Regions from separate parts of the Mus musculus genome. Here all the other regions are linked to region 2. The links are chromatin contacts, called in public ChIA-PET, capture Hi-C and promoter capture Hi-C maps. All regions are on one chromosome and are shown on one strand. Each heading gives the region's core, a stretch centred on a gene start, on an enhancer-like site or on the middle of the called end of the contact. The rest is flanking DNA. Distances are from core to core; before and after follow the strand shown. Region 1 holds the start of A730060N03Rik (a long non-coding RNA gene). Region 2 holds the start of Mfng (MFNG O-fucosylpeptide 3-beta-N-acetylglucosaminyltransferase). Region 3 holds the start of Maff (v-maf musculoaponeurotic fibrosarcoma oncogene family, protein F (avian)). Region 4 holds the start of Ncf4 (neutrophil cytosolic factor 4). Region 5 holds the start of Ift27 (intraflagellar transport 27).

Region 1 (2,700 bases), core at 135-2,634, 650 kb before region 2:
TCTCCCCCATCTGCTGGCCCCAACTCCCTGCAGCACCATCCCATGTTGAGCTTAACAAACAGTTCTGCAGTGCTCACTTCCCGATGCCACCTCAAAGGGCCTCCAGGCTTGGTTCACATCAGTGGAACACATACAAGCCTCTTTCCATACAGGGGCATATGTGTCTCTCTGTCTGTCTTCCTATAGGTGGCTTTTGCACACAGACAGATATAGCTATGCAAATTCACTCCTTCATATTAAAGTCTGTGGCTAAATGCAGCTTGTATGACCTGCAGAGTTCCCCCCTCTTGTGTTTATTAATGTATCCCAAAAGCACATGCCTTCCTCATGTCCTAGTGTCCTGGCCTTTACATTGTGGGAGCCCCTCAGCCCACAGCACATGCGGCGCACATGCCCCAATGACTCTGCAAGATCAAGACCAACAGCTGACACCCCCACCCCATTTTTTCCCATTCCACCCCTCAACCTCTCCATGCCCTCGCCTCCTGCCTGCACAGTGCTGACTCGACTTGCTTCTGGGTGACAGACATGTCACTCTGCGTGGAAGCAAATCAGCGCTCGGTCTAACCCGCAAGTGACCGCTGTTGATTAGAACTTGGGCTTGTTTCCTGTGAGAGACACATGCATTTTAGACTTCGTAAACGTTAAAAACACACACATACACACAGCCAGCCACCTCGAATGGTACGCGGGGCTCGTAGACATTACGAAATGCTCTTGAACTCGGCTTGAGCTCCTAGAATAATTAGAATCTACCAAATAAGGATTCTTAGAAACAACAGATTTCTTTTTTTAAAGGGAGACTTGCAGATGGTGCTGGGCCTGTAACTTTTGAGGAGCGAGAGAAGAGGAAGAGCATTTTTTTCTGAATCCTTCATTGCAAAAGGCTGAGCAGCACACAGGGAAGCAATTATTTTTCCCTCCTCATAGGTGGCAAAGCCAGACCCAAAGGCAAACCCTAAGGACTCCAAAGCATCCAGAGCACATCTGAACTCTACAGACAATTTCCTGTTTTCACCATACCATAGATCATTCCAATGAGGAGGTTTGGGAGGACGGGGTGGAAGCCAAAGAGTAGAGAGTGTGGGTTCTGCTTATTGATTTTCTTTCCTCTGAAACTAACCCAGTCAACCTTGATCTGCAGCGGCAGCGGCGGAGGGAGTGAAGTGGGAAAATGGTGGAATGTGGAGGGGACTTATTTGGAGGCGGGGGGGGGGGTGTGGAGGGGAGGGGCGGCGTGGGAAGGGGGAGGAGGTTGGAAATCAAATACCTTCGAGGCAGCAGGTTCTCCATAATCCGGAATGGGTCATAACTTCCTCGTTCTTCTTGCTGGTTTCATTCTCACTGACACTTTTGGTCTTGCAAACCCCTCTGGAGTACAGCCAATAGTCGGTTCCCACAGCGATGGTCATCAAGCTGAAGGCAGCGAAAGCACCAACGGTGGTTAAAAGCATTTGAACACCTCGATCAAACAGCCCCATAATTCTTCATTATATAAACACCCAACCGACTTCTGGTTCTCAGGAGCGTGTGTGTGAGGGTGCGATTGGTAATTCCACTACTAATATAATGGATATATGTGTGAATAGAGAATATGGAGAGATATAAAAAAAGGGAGATAAGAAAGCTCACGGAAAAGTGTGTAAATTATAAAGATCACACGGGAAGAGAGGCTTGCCTTTTGAGATCAAAAAACTGTTCCAGTTGCAGCGATTTTTTTAAAAAAAGGGAAAATAAATAAAAAGACACCCCCCCACCCCCCCAAGTGAGATGCCTTAATCTCTTTTCCTAAAATTCTGGTCTCCAGTTTCCATATGTGATCGCTAATTTGGAGATGGCTTCCACAGCGCGCCAGGGTACAGCCGAATTCTCAACACCATCTCTCATGGTCCGGACCTAGACAGTTAGAGACTGGAAGAGCTGGGAAGCAACCTTCGGTCTTCGTTCGCGGCTCTGCGGCCTGCGCCATGAAAATCCGTGGCTTCGCCAGTTCTCTTCCTTGGGGAGGGAGGGGGTCCTCGAGGCGCCTCCGTTTCAGAGGAGACTGCCCAGTCTTCTGCAAGCCCTCGAGCTCAGCTGCACCGGTGAGGGGGTCTCGCCTCCCATGGTTGTGCCCCGGCGGCGGTAACGGCGGCGGCGGCGGCAGCGGCAGCGGCAGCAGGGTTGGCGGGCGCGGTGGCGGCAGGACGAGCAGCCGCGGTTATTGTTGTTGGCGGCGGGGGTAGTGTCGGCGAAGTGGGGGAGGGAGGGGGTTTCTCCCGGAGAATCGAGGCGGGGTTCCCTCCCCCGATCCGCAAAGCTCCTCGGAAGCCAGCGAGCGAGCGAGCGATGGGGCGCGCTAGCCGGCGTCTTGCAGCAGGCAGGCCCGCCCGCCTCCCCCGCTCACGGCCGCGCAGCCCCGGGCCAGGCGCTCCCAGCTACAGCATCGCCGTGGTGCTGAAACGGACAGCTCACCCCGGCCGGGCTCGTCCACTTACTGCATCGCCGTAGTGCTGAAGTGGACAGCTCCCCACGACCGGGCGCTCTCACCTACAGCATCGCCGCGGTGCTGGACTGGACAGCTCTCGGAGCAGGAGCGCCCACCTACTGCGTCGCCGTGGTGCTGAACTGGACAACTCCCCCACTCTGTGCGCTCCCTGCGCTCTGTAGCCGGCCAGGAGTGGGGCCCTGGCCACGGGGCCTCTGTCGTCCGCGGACGGG
Region 2 (2,700 bases), core at 85-2,584:
CAGGTACCCCCACCTCTCCCTCACTAAACTACCTCCTCTCCTTGGCCTCCCCACCAAAGGCTCAGTCACTTCCGCTCACAGAGCCAGCAGCCACCATGGGGACATAGTGTGTGTGTGCACAAGTGCATGAGTTCTGCTACCTCCCCTGACGTGGTCCCCAATGCCCCCCATACCCACACCCATCCCTGGCTTTGCTTGATGGGGTCTTGAGTATGGGGAGAGAGACTCTGCTTTCAGGAAACACACTCATTACTCTCATGCCTTCTTATTACTGTATTTAGCATGCCTAGCCCTGTGTATGAGCACAGGTATACACACACACACACACACACACATTCCATATGCCTTGGCAGATCTCCCCTCACCTTGACCTCCAGCCCACACGACCTCACCCACTGCCTCCCATCCCAACCACAGCACAGGAAACGGAGAAGCTAGACAGGGCCCTCACACCCTGGGCAGCACAGCAGGGCAGGAACTGAGAGGAAGCCTCCCTCAAGCAGGCCCCACCTCCATGTCTCTCCAGCATCCACATCACACCCCTGCCTCACACAGCCCCATCCATGCCCAGAGCTGAGGTGCGCAGCTACTCGGTCCTGGTGGGTTTTCACCTTAACACCCACCAGAATCTTCAGGCAAGTTAGGGTCAAGAATCTAGGAGATGAGGGGGACCCAAGAGGAGCCTAGGACAGAGGTGCCACATGGAACCCAACAGAGATAGACCTGTGAGTCTAAGGAGGCCCTGGAGTGTGGCAGTGGGGATGGGGGTGGGCACGGAAGAAGTGGAGAGACCCCAGAAGGAACCACTCCCTGGTGGTCAGCTTTTCCCCAGACCACCAGGAAGACCCCTGGGAGCCCCCCAGCCAGGAGTGCTCTCTCAGACTTCAAGGCAGCCCCCGCCTGTCACCTGTTGCCTGATCCTGGAGACCCACGTGTCTAGTAGCAGGTCCAGGCGGGAGCGATGGAAGGCCCAGGTAGTCTTGACTGCGATGAAGATGTCGCCTAGCTGCAGCTCCAGGGGTCCTGGGTTCCGTTGGTTCAGCCTGAGCGCGCCCTGTATCATCCTCTGGGACAAACTTGAGTGGTATCGTAGAGACAGGAGCCCCACGCACAGGAGGGTAAAGAGGGCTCCCGCCATGCCCCGAAAAAGTCGGCAGTGCATTGGTAGCAGGCCCCCAGACAGTTCAGCCCCCGACTCCCCAATCAGTCTGGGGTGGGAGGCTGGTCAGGAGGGGGCCCTGGTACAGGCAAAAGTCTGGCAGGCATCGGGGGCACACACCAACGGGAAAGGAGGAAGCTGGGTCTCTGGACCCAGAGACTGAGCCACCACCGTCCTGCCAGCCGGCAGAGGCCACCAGCCCGCCACCTGCTCCTCAGCCCTCCCTCCGGGCCACTTAGCTCCTGGCCCCGCCCCTGCCTCAGCCCGAGGGGCGGGGCTAGGCCTGGGAAGCCCCAGAGGCAGCTGCTGGGAGCCACCCACTGGAAGAGGCACAGGGCCCTGCCAGCTGCTGCAGCCACACCAAACCCTCCACGAGGTGGGAAGAAGCCACTCCAGCCTTCCTATGCCTCACAGTCCTTTCTCTGGCTCCTAGAATAGCCAGGATCCTGTCCAGCCAGCCTCAGGTCCTGGCTCATTCTCCCTCCTGCTGGCCCTTCCCATCATCCACCATGCATCAGGCCTACATCTATCACAGGGCCATGCCCACCATAGCATGCTGCCTAGATTCTTGCTTTCTTTGAATCTTTACACAGACATTATTTCTGCCATGAGGCTTTTCCTGCCCATTTTAAACAGCCCTCCTTCCCAGCCCCCAAGCCTAGACCCTTCTAACTTCTTGCTGTATGGTGTATTTTACATATTTATTGTCTTACTTATGATACTACTGAGGCAGGGGGTATTCTCTTTTGTTGACTATCCAGAACCCAGTACGGTACCTGGTACATACTGGGCACTTGATCAATACTTGTTAATTATGTTAATTAAGCACAGGAAAGTGCTTGGTGGCTGTGAATGGATCTAAGCCTGCTAAAGGCTCCTGGAGCACTAGGACAATGAGGTGTCAGCCTCAGCCTGTCCCCTTCACAGCTCACCTCCTCAGAACAGTGCCACCAAGGAAAAGCCTAGGCTTGGGGCTGGGTTCAGATCCCAGCTAGGGCCACAACCTGGCTGTATGGCTGTCGACAAGATACCTCTATCATTTACGAAATGATGGTGAGGGACTCCAAGATGGCTCAGCAGGTGAAGGTGCTTGCCACCAAGCCTGTGGATGGACCTGAGTTCAATTCCCAGGGACATGCCCCCTCCAGCAAGTTGTTCCCTGGCCTTGTGTGTGTTGCCACAGCAAGTTGTGTGCATGCACATCTGACAGGTGTGCATCACCATAGCAAATTCCTTAAAGGGATCTCGGGGCAGGTGAGAGGTGAGAGGGCTCAGCAGAAAAGGCAGCTTGCTGACACGCTGACTGCCTGAGTTTGATTCCCAGGACCCACATGACAAAAAGGGAGAACGGCTCCTGAACCTTATATACACAGTGCACTCTTGCTATTGCATGCGCGCGCGCACACACACACACACACACACACACACACACACAGTGAACATTTTTGTAAGTGAAATTCTAACCTCAAAGCCCAAGGACACCTCTTCCAGTCTGTCTCTCTAGACTGCTCCCCCGGAGGTAACCATGCTCACTCTGGGGG
Region 3 (2,700 bases), core at 143-2,642, 570 kb after region 2:
GCCCACACTGACCTGCCTTCCTCTGCAGGCTGTCAGAGGGGATGGAAGTGACACCCTCAACCGGTCTCCCCTTTCATCTCAAGTGAGCAAGAACTCCGAGGTTTCACGGGTCCTGGGTCTGGTAGCCTTGTTTCATCCTGTGACTCAGAGTTTGGTAGAGGGGGTGACAGTGTGCAGTCTGGCAGGACAGCCAACAGGGAGGCCTCAGCTCTCTCACCTTCATTCTACCCACCAGTCCCTCTTACCAGAAAGATCAGTGACATGGGCAAAGATCTCACTGAAAGATAAAAAGATGTGATAGATCCCAAATCATTCTCTCCTCCAGCCACTTGAGCTCTGAAGCCTCTTCTCCCAGGATACCATTTTTTGCGGGGCGTCTCATGACTCTGCCACTGGAAAGACAGTGTGAGAAGGCCAACCCCACTGCTAAACGCAGCATTGCACAACATTGCTTGGCCATTACCAAAAGATCGACTTCTGTGGGCAGTAGGGTGTGGATGCAGAAGCCTGGCTCCCTGTTCTCCTAGGCTGAGGATGTGGGCGATGGATCTAGCCACATGGGGTCCTCACTGTCATACAGGTCTACTGGATTTCTTCATTAGTTGAGCACCTACTATTTGCCAGGCACAGCCTCAGCTCTCTAGAAGGTAGGAAAAGGGTGTGTGGGGGGTGGGGGAGGGTGGTGAACAGGATTGTGTATTTTCTAGAATTGAGAACTTGAGTTCAGAGGTAAATTTTTTGAACACCTTTTTCTTATAACTTGTGTTTTCCTTAAATTCACTTATTTGTTATGTGTCTGTGTGTGAATGGACCCATTCCACCGCTCTAAGTACGTAGAGATCAGAGGTCAGCTTTCTGGAGTCATTGTCTCCTTCCACCTTGGAAGTTGTGGGGTCTGAACGTTAGGCATCAGAGTTTAGTAACAAGCAAGCACATCGACCCACAGGGAAAGCGTCCCTGGGGCGAGTGGAGGTAGGGTTGAAGATATGGAGCCGACACCACGTGAAGACCAGGGGTAGGCAATTGCTGTGGCTTCGGAAATACAAACCTACGGTTCACAGGTACAGAGAAGGCACTTAAAACCACGAGACTGGATGAGGTCATCCGGACAAAGGATGTAGATCGACGAGAGAAGAGGCCAGACAGTGAACTGTAAAGCAAAGCAAATGACACCTCCACCCACGCCGTTCTCCAGAGGTGTCACGTGAATGCATCCAGAGGACACAGTCCCAGCACGGAGAACCGTGGCGGCTCTGGCTGTGGGCTCCTACAGCGGGGTCTACTGGGGGCGGCGCCTCACTCGGGCGTGGGCGGGGTCTCGGCTCCAGGCGGCCGCTCTGGGGCTTGCTGGCGGCTGGGGCGGTGACGTCACTGCATGACTGGGTTTTTATGAATGAAAGGAATCCTGTGCGTGAGTAATTCCGGGAAGCTCGCCTTACAACTGCGCGCGGCTCCAGCCCCCTTCGCCGCCTGCCCCATAACAAAACTCGGAGCGGCGCTGCGCGGAGCCGGGTTCCTAGTGAACTGCGGTCCCGATCGGAGAGGAGTGGGGCTCGAGAGCGGCCAAGGACCGCCACCGCGACAGCCGCGACAAGCACGCACTGAGCGCCGGGCCTGGCGGAGAGCGGTAAGGACGCGTCAGGGACGGGGACCGAGCTCCAGAAGTGTGAGCTCCGGGTCCTGCCTGGGCGGCGCGTGGTCCTCCTGCCCCTTCGGCGCCCCCTTAACATCAGCTCCCGGAGGGGCCTCCGAGGGGCTGGCTGGGAGGCGGTGCGCGGGCCCCGGAGGAAGCCGGGGCGGGGGCGGGGGCGGGGCGTGCACGTACGTGACTCGGTGAGAACAGTCCCTGGAGCCGCGCCCAGCACCTTGTGTGCGCGGTTTGTTTACGTCTCCCGGTGGCGTGCGTGCGGCTGTGTTCTTTGGGGAGCGTCCTGAGTTCTGCGGGCTGCGTGCACACGGTGTACTTCGGGGTGTGTGTTTGTGTGTGTGGCCGCACGCGCTCCTTGGAGACTGACACTAGCCCAGTGTATCTTGAAGTGGGTGCGCACCAGTGTCCACTGGAGCAAATGCGGAATAAGGACCCGAGCGAAGGAAGTGGCCCGATCGGTGGTCACACCAGGTCTGGAATTTTTCTCCCGCCCCTTCCACCCTCCGTCATCCTCCCCCTTTCCACCAGCCGGGACTGCCCGGTCCCTGTTGTCTCTGGAGTTTCCCCTGGCTGGAGCCATGTGACATCAGTGTTTGTTCCTCGCCCAGCGCGGGTGCCTGCAGCTTAGAATAGAGCAGAGGTTAGCGAGCCAGTCTTCTCCTGGCCACCTGGTGGATCTGGGAACCTAGTACATGGGAGTCCTTCCTTAGCCCCAAGTTTTCCGGCTCAGTATGGACTGTCCACCCCTGGATTGTCCCATTCTTCCAGTCTCAGGAGAAACAGGCAAGGCCAGAAAGTTTGTGACAGATTGGAGAACACAAGGCTCCCGGACTATTCTGTTGGCGACTGTGGTTGGTCTGGGTGTCTGAGGCTGCACCTGCTGGGTCCAGGAGGATGGCATGAGGCCCACTGTCACACTCCTCAGGTTGGACTCCTTAGACTGGACCTCTGTGTAGACCGATCGGTGGTCACACCAGGTCTGGAATTTTTCTCCCGCCCCTTCCACCCTCCGTCATCCTCCCCCTTTCCACCCTGGACCCCAGGGCTACTTA
Region 4 (2,700 bases), core at 168-2,667, 530 kb before region 2:
TCTTGAGCAGGGATTTGTATGCTTAAAAGAGCTAACTCTGTGAACTGCGGTACTTCTGTGTGCTGGGAGTAGGTCAGACCGTCCATTCTACGTTCCTCTACCACCCTGATCTATCTGTGCAGTGCAAAGGCCTTGATGAACATGCAGTCACTGGTGGAGTGTCCCTCTCCCACTTTCCTGTCCCCTCCTGTGACTTTCTTCATCCTCGTTTCTGTCTCCCCAGGAGCCCATGCCCTGCCTGGCCACGGGGAGGGCAGTTCTCACTGGGCAGACTCTATCCTGGGAGCTCTAGGTTCATCCTCTCTGGGCTGGGTCAGGGCCAGAAGATCCCTTCAGGGTGACAGGATGGAGGGGGGACATTTTAAAGTAAGGATCCTAAAACATTCTATATTCTTGGAGCCAGATCCTGAGGAGTCTGAGACTGCTTCCAATCCAGCCCCATTTAAGGTGAGAAACATAGGCCGTTCCAGATTCCTCAGGGGGAAAGCCCTGTCCCCACAGCCACGTTCCAAAGTTGGGGAGATAGGAGCCTGATTCAGGCAGGCTGGGCAGGCTGCCATCTCTCCTTCTGTCTTAGCATACCATCAAGTGGAGCTGGGGGTTGGGGGACATTCTCTGGGCTGCTGGGCCCATCCTCACTGTAGGCTTTGGAGAGCTCCCTACAGAACCAAGCATTAGAAGGAGCTGACGAAGAACTTCCTCCTTCTGCTCACATAATCTGGGTGTCCGCAGCGTAGTGCTGGCCTGGAAGAAGCCTAACACACAAACACACGTTTGGAACACACTGGGGTAGGGAACCCCGCTGGTGAGAGCTTGCCGCAGGAAAAGCCCGGAGAGTGGCAGGGAGGGTCTGGTGAGGACAGGTTTGTTTCTTAGAGGGCAGCTTCTGAGCTGAGACCTACAGGAGATAGGAGAGGAGCATTGGGAATGTGGTGGCAATGAGGGAAGAGAGATTGGGAGAGCAGGCAGCCCACGGGGCCTTGGGGATTCTGAAGCCAGCAGCGGGGGCTTGGGGCTTTTCTGAGAGCTGAGTAGGGAGGTGGAGGCAGATTGTAAGGAGAGCCTCTGTGTGGATGGAAGCTCTGGGAGAGCTGAATGTGGTATCTCAGAGCCCAGAGCCCCAGATGGGGCATAAAACAATGACTTCCTAGTATAAGAGGGAGGGGGACCAGGAGAGCTTCCTGGAAAAAGCACTATCTCCACCAGACCTTAGGAATGAATGGCAGGTCTTGGATGCTTGAGAAAGGGATTCAGGAAGAAGCCTGAGGAGGAAGTCCACAAGTGTCCTTGATGGACTACCCAGGGCTAAAACTGCTCTATGGTGGGTGGAGCTCAGCACCAGAGACAGGCACTGAGGAAATCCCCAAAGCCAGTGGCCTCACGCAAGCCCAGCACCCAAGGGTGCCACTTCCTCAACTGCTGTGCAGCTGGGAAGTGGCTGAGAAGACGTGTGAGGGCCAGGCAGCTCAAAGCCTGAAGGAGGTACTTCAAGGAGGGTCCAGAGAAGCTGGGCAGGGCGGGACCTCCTCAAAGGCTGCCCCTGGGGACACCCCAAGCTTCAGGAAGCTCTCAGATGCACATAGGAGGAAGTGAGAGGTGAACTCGGCCTGGATCTGGTTGGGCAAGGCCCCCATCCATCTGCTTTTCTGACTACCCACAGCCATGGCCCTGGCCCAGCAGCTGCGATCAGAGAGGTGAGAGTGTGCCTCTATTCCCTGCCAGGCTTTCTCAATGATCCCAATAGGCCTGGGGGGTGGGTATGGGGAAGTAAGAGGCTGTCCCTCCTGTCACCTGATATCAGTGGATCAGCACAGAGTCAAATTTGAAGGTCTTGCTGAATGATACTGCAGGAGCTGCATGCTCCAGCAGATGTTTCTAGAACCTTGACTTAGTAGGTCGGCAGTGTTATGCACCAGTAAGAAGCCTAAGGCTCAGAATGGGGAGTGGCTTGGATGTGGCCAAGGACCACAGGGTGAGTGGGTGGCAGAGCCTGGGAGCAGAGGTGTCCTGGGTGCTAGGCTTGGGTTCTGGGTTCCTGGTTCCACACTGCAATCAGGAGCGGCTCTTCCATCTGCCCTTCAGACTGAAACTGGCCTCTGCGTTTTCCTATCTTTAGGTTCAGATAGCCCAGGCTCTGCCGTCTGACCCCTCACTCCACTTCCTTGTCCTGAACAGGTCTTAGATGCTTGGCACAATGTTGGGGGCCGGGTCTTTGCTCTGCCTGCTCTGAGGGTGTTTTAGTTTTTTGGATCACAGTTGTGTCTCTGGGAGGCCGAACAGCCCTGGGACACACTGAGAGCTCACTACATCTGCTAAGAGCTCAAAAATGACCCAGATCTATCTTGGACAATGCTGACATTATACAGGTAGGGACAAGGAGACCTGATGGCCCCAAGCCCGGCCACCTCATTCAGTCAGCACTTGCTCAGTGTCTCTTATGGAGACAGCCCTGTGTTCCCATCTGCATGTGGAGACCCAAATGACAGAACCGTCCCCTGGATCAAGCAGAAAGCAACGTTAGGAAGCCAAGTGTCCATGTGAACTGCTTGAGAGTCACCAGAACAGGTCTGACTGACAAGACCCAGGTGTGAGCAAAGCACTCGTGGGATCTGGAAAAGGGGATGGGATTCCTGTAGGTCAAAGGTCAGAGGAGGTTTGTCTGTAACAAGAGTTAGTGTTGGGTGGGGGTCCTTCCATAGC
Region 5 (2,700 bases), core at 114-2,613, 600 kb before region 2:
CCTGTAAGAAGTGTTCTAGTTTAGATTAAGGCGGGAAGGCCCGCCCCCAAAGGTGAGTGGCACCACTCTACAGGCTGGAGCCCCTGACTGAATAAAAGGGAGAAAGAGAGCTGAGAGCCAAGGCTCATGCTCCATTTCCTGACTGTTGACTTAACGTGGCCAGCCTGCCTCCCAGTCTTGCCACCATGCCTTCCTCACCATGATGGGCAGTCCTCTGGACCCGTGAGCACAATAAACTCCCAACTTCCGGTCCAGTAAGTTGTCACAATAAGAAGTAGCCAACACTCCTGACCCACAGGCAGAAGTCAGGCGAATCTGGGAATGGGGTGTACGACTTCCACTGGGGGTTCACCCATGGCAACACCACTCAGGGCTTCGGTCACATCAGGTCACATCACAGAAGCTACCTGGGGGCGCTGTGGCAAAAGGGTTAAATGAAATACCCCCACATGACACTGGCTGCAGTGTCGCCTCGGTAGACACATGTGCTCAGCTGTCAACCAGACTACAAGCTAAGCATATAGGCTTCCGAATGTTCAGACTGGCTCAAGGCAAGCCCACGAGTGTGAGCACCACCAGATCACTCTGTATATATCTATATAATACTCATCCACACTCTGGGCACTGTGCAGGCTATTTCCCTGACAGTCAACAATAATAAACATCTTACTTCCGGGGAATCTCTAAGTTAATGCTCTCAGATGCGCCACCCCATCTTCCTGACATCAGAGTGAGTGGGACCAGCAACGCTGACCCCTGACAAGTCCATGCTTGTACTTCGCTCAAGTTTGTTAAGTCTATCTGGTGAAGGTAGTCTCAAAATATGGGAGGGAGACCGGGACACAGCTGCATCTACAAATGTGCCCTAGGGGTGGGGGGAGTGTCCTGTGGAGCCCATTCCCCCGCCCCGCGCGCCTTCTAGAATCTGCTGTTGGTCACTACAGCCATTCCTAAGGGAGACAGAGAGTGGACGCGATGGTGAACCAAAACCGCCCGAGTTAGGACGGCTAGGGCTCTGGGGACCACGCGTTCAAACACATATAGCACTCACCTGCCAGGATGCATTTGGCAGCTAGCTTCACCATAGTAACCAGGTACTAGCGGAGACGTGGGGGTGGGGGACGCTGAAAGGGGGTTAGGATTCGGGGACAGCTGACACCAGGGCCTGAGGCCGTGATGGAGGGATGGATGATGGCCCGGGTGCTAGGGTTGGGTGGACGGAGGGCTTCAGGCCCCAGGCAGCCTGCAAAGGTTCCGGTGGGGCGGAGCAGAACCCGTTCCAAGTCCAGCCTTAGACCCGGCCCAAAGAAGAGTTGAGACACAACCACTAGTCCTCTGGTCCCAAGAGTCGCGCCAAACAGGCTCCTGGCAACCATCATCAACCCGCCTTCTCCCTCCATATTGTCTCCTGATTGGTTGCTCTCAAAAGCTCGGAGACCCCAGGCACCCAATAGAAGAAGGAGGCGGGGAAAACCGGTTCCCTTCGCGGAACAAAGCGGAGAGGTTTCTGCTCTTTAACTGCTCTCAGCTTGGCCAATGGCTTTAGATGCTGTCAATCACCGCTGGGCACCGCCTAGCGTCTCTGGAGACGCAGCCCAACCAGGATGCAGCCGGAGGCGGGAATTAATGGGGCTTTCTGATTGGCCAGAGCATGGCTTTAACCATCGCGAAGAGTTTGGGATTCGCTGCACCTTGCCCCTTCTTCCTGGGAATGGATTCGCCCACACTGAGAGGGGTGACGCCGCTGAAATGGCGCCTGCGCAGTAAAGGAAGCTGCTGTCGCGGGTCCTGGATGTTATTGGTATCTTTCCCCGACCCCGGGTGCAAAGAACATTTGGAGACCTAACCTTTGCTTCACGTCCAGAATCGAAATGCCATCTTTAAAGCCCAAGCATGTTATGAACCCTAAAAACTGAAATAGCGGGGAGGGAAAAATGTGCAACGTTGAGCAGTGAGGAAGACAGGAAGGCCCTGCATGCTTGCACAGCAAACAACTGCGGACAGCACCCGTGCTGTGCACCTTCCGGAAGGGGGAAAGAGCGAGGTCCTGATGGAAACTCACACAGTATATCCATATGTAACTATATATCACTTTATGTTATGTATCAGTTAAATTAAACTAAAATCTAAAATAGGCCTAATTTGACGTGATATCTTAATGGATGGGAGGACACGCCTCTCTCAGTCGGATTCCTCTGTTATGGGTGAATGGATGCTATCCTGGTGTTGCCCCTCATGAGGGGAGGGTGGGTAAATGCCACCTGACTTTCCTGGGAGCCCCTCTTGCTTTGCCACTAAGTGGGATATGGCTCTGCAAGGCATGTAACCTCTGGAACTCTGAAGATAGAAACCAACTCATGGGTACAGGAAGTAGGCGAGTGTCCATGCATCGGGGCGTTGTTACTGTAGCAAAACACCGGAGAGAAACTATTTAAAGGAGGAAAGGTTTAGTTTGGCCATTTGGTTGACCATCATAACAACAACAGCATATAAGCATATAGCCACCTCATGTTGGGAAAGGAAGAAATAGTTCCCAGGATATGCCCCCAAAGTCACATTCTCTTTCAACTAGGTTCCATTTCCCAGGCACCTCCCCATAGCCCATCACATTAGGTACCTGTGATGGTTTGTATATGCTCTGCCCAGGGAGGGGCACTATTAGAAGGTGTGGCCCTGTTGGAGTAGGAGTGTCACTGTGGG

What was found. ChIA-PET counts read pairs in DNA pulled down with a chosen protein or histone mark. Capture Hi-C pulls out chosen DNA fragments and counts their contacts.
Region 1: a contact with region 2 is called in a capture Hi-C map of embryonic stem cells, with 2.4 times the contacts expected there. The contact joins the promoter of A730060N03Rik here to the promoter of Mfng in region 2. A contact is called at or near these places in 3 of 39 promoter capture datasets (the 3T3-L1 cell line and maxillary cranial neural crest) and 2 of 9 other capture datasets (adipose tissue and embryonic stem cells).
Region 3: a contact with region 2 is called in an RNA polymerase II ChIA-PET map of memory CD8 T cells, with 6 read pairs. The contact joins the promoter of Maff here to the promoter of Mfng in region 2. A contact is called at or near these places in 2 of 115 datasets of contacts at active chromatin or transcription factors (memory CD8 T cells and pancreatic cancer cells).
Region 4: a contact with region 2 is called in a promoter capture Hi-C map of liver, with 3 times the contacts expected there. The contact joins the promoter of Ncf4 here to the promoter of Mfng in region 2. A contact is called at or near these places in 6 of 39 promoter capture datasets (the 3T3-L1 cell line, hippocampal neurons, liver and 2 more), 1 of 115 datasets of contacts at active chromatin or transcription factors (memory CD8 T cells) and 2 of 9 other capture datasets (adipose tissue and liver).
Region 5: a contact with region 2 is called in a promoter capture Hi-C map of adipose tissue, with 5 times the contacts expected there. The contact joins the promoter of Ift27 here to the promoter of Mfng in region 2. A contact is called at or near these places in 3 of 39 promoter capture datasets (the 3T3-L1 cell line, liver and neutrophils), 2 of 115 datasets of contacts at active chromatin or transcription factors (large pre-B cells and pancreatic cancer cells) and 2 of 9 other capture datasets (adipose tissue and liver).

Annotation. Positions count from the first base shown.
Region 1 is chr15:78,117,411-78,120,110 of GRCm38.p6, forward strand. A730060N03Rik (a long non-coding RNA gene) reads left to right here and starts at 1,385. Exons shown (of 2, transcript XR_875456.2): 1 at 1,385-2,700. It overlaps Cacng2 (calcium channel, voltage-dependent, gamma subunit 2), which reads right to left and starts at 1,870. Exons shown (of 4, transcript NM_007583.2): 1 at 1,271-1,870. The coding sequence starts at 1,481.
Region 2 is chr15:78,772,111-78,774,810 of GRCm38.p6, forward strand. Mfng (MFNG O-fucosylpeptide 3-beta-N-acetylglucosaminyltransferase) reads right to left here and starts at 1,335. Exons shown (of 8, transcript NM_008595.2): 1 at 908-1,335. The coding sequence starts at 1,162.
Region 3 is chr15:79,346,128-79,348,827 of GRCm38.p6, forward strand. It overlaps Maff (v-maf musculoaponeurotic fibrosarcoma oncogene family, protein F (avian)), which reads left to right and starts at 1,393. Exons shown (of 3, transcript NM_010755.4): 1 at 1,393-1,627.
Region 4 is chr15:78,243,394-78,246,093 of GRCm38.p6, forward strand. It overlaps Ncf4 (neutrophil cytosolic factor 4), which reads left to right and starts at 1,418. Exons shown (of 10, transcript NM_008677.2): 1 at 1,418-1,694. The coding sequence starts at 1,663.
Region 5 is chr15:78,172,718-78,175,417 of GRCm38.p6, forward strand. It overlaps Ift27 (intraflagellar transport 27), which reads right to left and starts at 1,364. Exons shown (of 7, transcript NM_025931.3): 1 at 1,052-1,364. The coding sequence starts at 1,085.